Regions from separate parts of the Rattus norvegicus genome. Here region 2 is linked to region 1. Evidence: chromatin contacts called from public Hi-C data. All regions are on one chromosome and are shown on one strand. The core of a region is the stretch at or near the end of the contact, and the rest is flanking DNA. Distances in the headings are between cores, read along the strand shown.

Region 1 (3,492 bases), core at 935-3,434:
GAAGTTCCCGCTGGGTTCCAACCAAAGTAGTCACCCTGTAGAAACATCCACTCAGGGGGGCTGCTCAGTTGGTTTCCCTGGCTCCCACCTCACCCACCCCACAGATTCTCACCGCTCAAAGAGGGGATCCAGCTGGGTCATCAGGTTGTTCAGGTGCTCTTCTGTCTGGGCCAGCTGTTGGGTCAGCTGCACCAGCTGTTGTTCTGGGAGAAAGGTAAATGGTATGGTTACTCCTGCAGCCTCCCATCTACTCCACTCCCAGAAACCACCACTAATCGCTCACCTGACTGTGAGGATTTCTTCTTGTTTTTTTCCTCTCGGGGGACAGCAGCCTCATCTGGGCCCTGCTGTGGAAGCAGATAAAGGCACCTAAGAGCCAGTGGAGAGAGGAGCCATAGAGAGAGCTCTGGGCACCCACCACAGAGAATCACAGATGTTTCTAGCCCAGCTGCTTACCCAGAGCATGAAGTGACACGTCCGGATGCCCACACATGGCCAGACTGCTGAAGCATGCTCCGGAATGTGAAACTTCAGATTCCTGCAGTAGGACTCTGAAGCCTGCTCCTATCCCTGCCTCCTTATTTAGCATCCCTACCCTTCGCTGTCTTTGAGATAGAGTCTTGCTAAATTGTCCAGACAGGCCTTGGAACTTACAATCCTCCCCCAGAGTAGTTGGAATAACAGGACTGTGTCACCAGGTCCTGTTCTTGCAGTCTTTGCTGGTAAAAAAAAAAATTCTCAATCTGTTCAATTCGCATTACCCCCATTACAGATTAAACAACAAACAAACAAACAAAAAGCCCCCCCCCAAAAAAAACCCAAAAACCAACTATATAGTGCTCTTTGCTCTTAAAGGCGGTGCCCTATGGTTTATTTTTAGGATACAATTCTCCCAGTGTTCTGATGGGTAGATAAAGCACAAGCCTCCATTCAGAGCCTTTCATTGGAAAGTGGGCTATTATAACACACCGTGAAAACGTCAGCTGCAATGCCTAGATCTCTTCCACCGGTCCTGAACTTCTTCTTCCTGGCTGCTTAACCCCATAAGACAGGAATAGAATAGGACATTTTTGTTTTGGTTTTGATACAGGGTTTCTCTGGGTATTCTCGAACCAGCTCTGTAGAGGCTGGCCTCGAACTCATAAAGCTCTTTCTGCTTCTGTCTCCTGAGTGCTGGGATTAAAGGCGTCCAACACTACGCCCCGCTAGTATTTATTAATCTATCTTTAAATTCCAGTCTTCATCCTAGCCTGTCAAGTCTGCTTGGGCTCGTTAATCTCATCTAGTTTTATGTTACTAATTAGTTCAGTCTCTATTTCCTACTGCAAGTAATTGACCAGAGGCAAAACCATTTCAACAGTTTCAAATCCAGCCGAATGTACTGTCAGTTCACATTTCAGGGCTTCCTTCCCAAGGAGAATACGAAACCGCTTGGTGGTCTGGTACACTAGACACTGTTCCTGCAGTGATTAACCCCTTGGGCCAAGGTTGGTGCCTTATCAGTAACTTCATTTTTTGCATATTGATACAAGTTGGGTTAAAATCTCACTTACATGAGCTCCAGTATGAAAATCGCTCTTCACTGGAGGGAGGAGTAAAAGTAACGGTTATTAGCTACAATTTCTCAGCCCCCTTATATCCATTACCTCTCTGGATCCTTGAATGCCCCTATAATATGGAAAAACCAAGGAACTAGTCTTCATTTTACAAGTAGTCAGGAAGCGGTGTCTTGGCACCGTGGCGCCCCCAGGAGATTAAGGCCCAGGAATCCCACAACCCACAGCCGTACCGCACCTGCAAACACTTGAACAGCACAAAAGCCACGATGGCTGCGGTGTACAGCGCGCCCAAAGACAGCGATCCGGCCCGGGCCCGCTCGCGCTGGTCCTTGGGTGGCGGCTGCCGCCGAGGTTCGGTGGCCCCGGGACCGACCTGGGAGCGGCGTTCTGTGGATTAAAGCCATCGGTCAGCCTCTACCAGGCAGTCCCAGTCTCCCTCCAGCAGCTCTCGCTGGTACCTGGGTGTGCCCCCAGATCGGGGTTGGGGCGCTCTCCGAGGACGCCAAACAGAGCAGACACAAGCAGCAGCCCCAGAATACTCAACACCGGGCCAGCGCCCGCCATGCCTGGCCCACCAGAATAGTGCACGGAGGTCCCCGCGTTCCACCGCTGGGCCTCCGGTCGTAGAGCGCACGCGCAGGAGACCACAACTACTCCGGTTCTGGATCACTCACGGTAGCCACGCCCATCTCAGAGTGGGTTAAACTATATTTGCATAAACCACACCCACCTAACTTTCCTACATTAATTAATGCCCTATCTATTTATAGTTTTCTTAAACAATTATGTATCCGGGATCTTTCTGCCTAAAGTATACCTAAAAACAATGGCTCGTTGCTTTTAGACCTAAAACGACCAATTTTCTCACCACAAACATAAAATAATGCGTCTCGTAGAGCCATAAAATGGCCGCGCCAACAAAACAAGGAAGCTCGCTCTGAAGGCCTGTTTCCTAGGCTACGTACGGGGGACCTTGTTCCTTATCCTTTCGCCTAGGGGAAAGTCCCCGGACCATGGGCAGAGAGTGCCGCGTGCACACGCGCGTAGGCTTCCCCCGCAAGTCACTGTTAGCCCGCCAAGAAGCGACCCCTCCGGGGCGAGCCGAGCGGCGTGCGGCGGGGTGTCATCCGTCAGTTCTCCTAGTGACGCAGGCAGTGCGACCTTGTACGCACCAACCACACGGGGCTCATTCTCAGCGCGGCTGCTCTTTTATACAACGTACAGATGGAAATGACAGTAATCAAGGAAGAAGAAAGAAAAAGGAAACAAGTCTGGAAAAAGGAAACAAGTCTGACCTAGTTTATTCGTTCTTTAATAGCTATAATTCTTTTTTTAGGGTGTTAGTCCAAAGAGAGTAGGACTATGTCTTTTTTCCCATTTTACTGTCCGAGCCTAGTCACTTGTTGCTAGAAGAACTTGACAATGAATAAATGTTCACAACGACCCAAAAGGTCAATAGAACTAGGTTCTTCTGGGTCTCCTTTAGCCAAGGCTGGCCTAGAACTCCTGACCCTTGTGCTTCTGTTTCTCAAATGCTGGGATTTTTGTAGTAGCACGAGATTCACAGAGCTGCCAGATGTGGCACCACTTTCTCTAATCTCAGCAGTGGGGAGACAAAGGCAGGCAGATCTCTATAAATTTAAGGCCCGGTCTACATAGTGAGACCCTCTCTCAAAAACGAACAAAGAACTAAGACAGAGTGTTACACTGTCTGCTCCACGCTGTGTTGTTTGAGACAGTCTCAGCAGCCTTCACTGGCCTAAAACCCAAGATCCTCCTGCTCCAGTCTCTGGAGTGCTGGGTTTACTAGAGATGAGGCGGGCACACCCTCTTTCCTTGTTTTCCTGTGTTACACAGGGCCATCTTCCCACCTAGATCGACAGTTCTCTGACGGAATAAACACATTCCATTAGCGTCTCTGGCTCCAGGACTC
Region 2 (3,541 bases), core at 719-3,218, 170 kb before region 1:
ATGTGTCATAGGAATTAGGAAACCTTGTTTCTAGCCCCACTATAGTCATTTTTGTATAATGCAACTTTGAGCAAACTGCTCCCTCGCTGAGCCAGTTTCCCCATCTGTAGAATTGTGCCCAGGTTCAGTCATGCTTTAAAAGTATCAAGAACTACCCTAGCCCAGTGATGCTTGCTGGGAAAAGACCCAGCACAAGAAGAACGTTCATTATAATGGCAAATAACCCATGGCCATCTATTTAATGCAACATATTATCTTTTTTAGCCCCCCCCCTTAAAAATGTGTTTGTTATCTCAAAGGTTTAGGCTACAATGTCTCCATGTCTCAGGCTACAATAGAGGCTTCTAAAGTGGGACTAGGTCATCTCCATAAAACTTTGGAAAAACAAAAGGAAGAGAGCCCCCAAGACTTCCCAGGGAAAGACAGGTTCAAGGAGTCAGACTAGACACCGGGAAAGGAGATCTCCCAGTCTCTTGAGGTCTATTAGCCACCTGCTGAACTACCTGAGAGCTTCTGTCTTACCCACTCTTGAAGGCTGCCAATTCATCTCTGTTAAGCCCATTTCTCGCCCTTATCCACACAACCACCACCACCACCACCACCACCACCACCACCACCACCTGCCACCACCACCACCACCACCACCACCTGCCACCACCACCACTCACCACTGCTGAGGCCACTTCTTCCTCAGTGACCAAGCTCACCAAGTCCCACCTCTCCTGACTCTTTCCAAACCAACCCTCCCTGGAACACTGTCCCTTCCACTTCTGCACTCACCAGCCCCTGGACCAAGGACAGAAAACAGCAACAGCAGCAATAGGGCTGGTGGCAGCTGGAGCCCAGACCTGAGTCGAGGCTGGGAGAGGGGCAGAGTATGAGATAGGCGGGGGCCCAGTGGAAGAGACTTGGGCAAACACAGAGAGGGGGGCAAAGACTGAGCTATTGGGTGGCGCTGAACTGAGCACCGGGGCTCAAACAAGGGCAGGAGGTGTGATGGAAGGAGTGGGTGTGATGGAGACGGAATCAAGGGCTGGGGCTGGGCTAGGGGCTTAAGCAAACGTTGGGAATGGGACAGGGGCAGATGCTGGGCTGGGAATTGTGACAAGGGGTGGAACAAGGGCCGAGGCGGAGATAGCGGCCAGGCTGGGGACAGGGACCGGGGTTGGAATGGGGAACTGGACCTGGGCATTCGCTGGGACACTGGCCTGGGCCTGGACAGGTTTGGGAAGCGGGACGAGGGCGTGGCTGGAGGCCAAGGCTGAGATTGGGATAGGATGAGGGGCCGGGACAAGGGCTGGGCCATGGCCCGGGGCGGGGGCGGGGCCGGCCAGGCCAGCACGGGACGCTCTTAGAGCTGACCCGCGGCTCCGCTCCCCACCCCCGGGGGGTGGCCTCTGGCGTCCTCGCGGGCTCGGGGCTGGGACCGGGACCTGGGGAGGAGTTCAGGCCTGGGCGACTCCGGGCTGCGCTGAACCGGCGATAAGCAGGCCCCGCGGCGGCCTCGGCATGACGTTCTCCTGGCGCTCCGCCCCGCGCCCCATCGATTGGTCCCTCTCAGCAAAGCCCGCCCCTACCCAATTCTATTGGCCTCTAACTGAAGCCCTGCCGCGCTGCCTACCTGAGAGCCTCTGTCTCACCCTAACCACCCAGCCGGGGTGACCTCTCAGGTCTACAACGTCCCGGGAACGTCGCTCACACATCGTGATACAGGAACCTTCCAGAAATTCACAAAACCAGGCTCCTCTCGGGCCATGTTCCTCCCATTCCTATGTTTGCACAGCCTACAGAGACTCACTCAACTCTGATCCCAACTAGATCCAAAGCAGCCCTCAGCCACGCAGATGACCAGAAAACTTCTGTTGCCCGGGAGACTACTTGGTATTTCTGTTGCTCCGGTGATCGAAGCCTGCCCTGGGTTCTAGAGCACATCCTTCATTTGGCCCCGGACCTCTCCTACCCTTTACTGCCCTTCGTCAACTCGGGCCAGAGTCCCTTTGCTGCAGGTGCCCAAGTCTCCCCAAACAAACATAACACAACAAGGTCTCTCACTTACCACCTACAGTCTGGCTCAGCAGCAAAACCATTCCCTAGGTCAGGATCAATACTTCCCCCTCAAACCCAGCTAAAGATCCTGACCTATGGACTTGGAACCACCAGGCCTAAGCCCAGAGGTATGTAGTTTTTCCAATAGCCCTCCACCCCAACCCTTTACTCCACTCCCTTTCCTAACACCGTCTGTCCTTCCCCACACATCTTCACCCACTTTCTCATTATCCTACCTCTGCCCCTTTCCTAATTTGTCCTCTTTACAAAGACTCCAGTGAAAGTAATTACTTTAAAAAAAAAAAACGTTCATTTTATTTTATGTGTATGGGTGTGTTTGCCTGCGTGTATATCCGTACACCACATGTGTACAATGCCTGTGGAGGCCAGGAGAGAGGAGTCAGAGCCCTTGAGACTAGAACAGACTGTTGTGAGTTGCCATGTGGATGTTGGGGATTAAACCCAGGTCTTCTGCTAAGAGATCTCTCGAAGAAGCTTAAGACACAATATCTTAAGGTATCTGCTGCAGTCTCTGAAGCGCAGGGTAAACTACAGATCAGTGGAACACAGGACCCTCAAGTTACAAATGATGACAGATGTGCAGATGGCAGAGTCTGTTTTGGAAGCCCTAGTGGTGGCACTGGCCTGTAATCCCAGTTCTTGGGAAGCAGAGGCAGGAGAATTATTGCCAGTTCAAAGCCCAGCTTGGTCCAAATTCTAGGTCAGCCAGGGCTATATAGTGCTCCATGATAGAGCACCTTAGTAGCATATAAAGGCCCTCAGGTCATTCCTTAGCACTCGAAAGGGTCCTGGGACGGTGACTTGCATGCGAGAGCCAAGAGGCTTGGATGTAATTCATTAGGCTGGTTCAGAAGGTTTTGTGTGTTCAAGAGATCTTGCTGGAGTAGGAAAGAGAGCTTCCCTCTTGGATCTTTCTAGGGTAAATTCTGCATCCTCCCTTTTCACGGCATCCTGGAGATAAGCCATCCGTTCTGTCCCAGTGTGTTACATTACCTCTCTCCCAAGCTCATCTGGATCCAATGAGCACATGGTGCCTGAGTAAGGCTTAGTTCCGGCTGTTTATAAAATGTGTCCTGAATGAAAGGCTGAGTGCATGAATATGCTGGGGGAGAGGGCGGGAGGGTCGACGGTACTATACAGCCAGGCAGAAGATAATGAGAACATGAATGAACTGGGGGGGAGGGGGATGAGAAAGAGAGAGATAGGGGGGGGGAGAGAGAGAGAGAGAGAGAGAGAGAGAGAGAGATTTGGGGAGTATTTGGAAGATTGGGAGTGGTTCTAGTTGCAGATGGCACTACAGAAGACTAGAGTGATACATGCATTTCCAAGTTTGAAGCCTGTGGGACTTCCCGTTGGAAATACCTAGTATGGCGTACCTAAAGCGCAAGGGAACAATGAGATCTGAGTTAGAGATGCAGATGTAGAAGCCAGAGGCAGCCAGGCCTGGCGATACACGTTTAAAATGCCATCCTCG

Evidence for each region. Hi-C and Micro-C count contacts between places; a contact is called where the count stands out from the background.
Region 2: a Hi-C map of liver shows a contact between it and region 1, with 6 times the contacts expected there. The contact joins the promoter of Fam221b here to the promoter of Ccdc107 in region 1. A contact is called at or near these places in 2 of 12 Hi-C or Micro-C datasets (frontal cortex and liver).

Annotation. Positions count from the first base shown.
Region 1 is chr5:62,544,042-62,547,533 of GRCr8, reverse strand. It overlaps Ccdc107 (coiled-coil domain containing 107), which reads right to left and starts at 2,184. Exons shown (of 6, transcript NM_001107957.2): 1 at 2,018-2,184; 2 at 1,795-1,946; 3 at 284-344; 4 at 113-203; 5 at 1-35. The coding sequence starts at 2,123.
Region 2 is chr5:62,713,564-62,717,104 of GRCr8, reverse strand. It overlaps Fam221b (family with sequence similarity 221, member B), which reads left to right and starts at 1,968. Exons shown (of 7, transcript NM_001013934.2): 1 at 1,968-2,174. The coding sequence starts at 2,142. It overlaps Tmem8b (transmembrane protein 8B), which reads right to left and starts at 1,514. Exons shown (of 13, transcript NM_001427449.1): 1 at 781-1,514. The coding sequence starts at 1,306.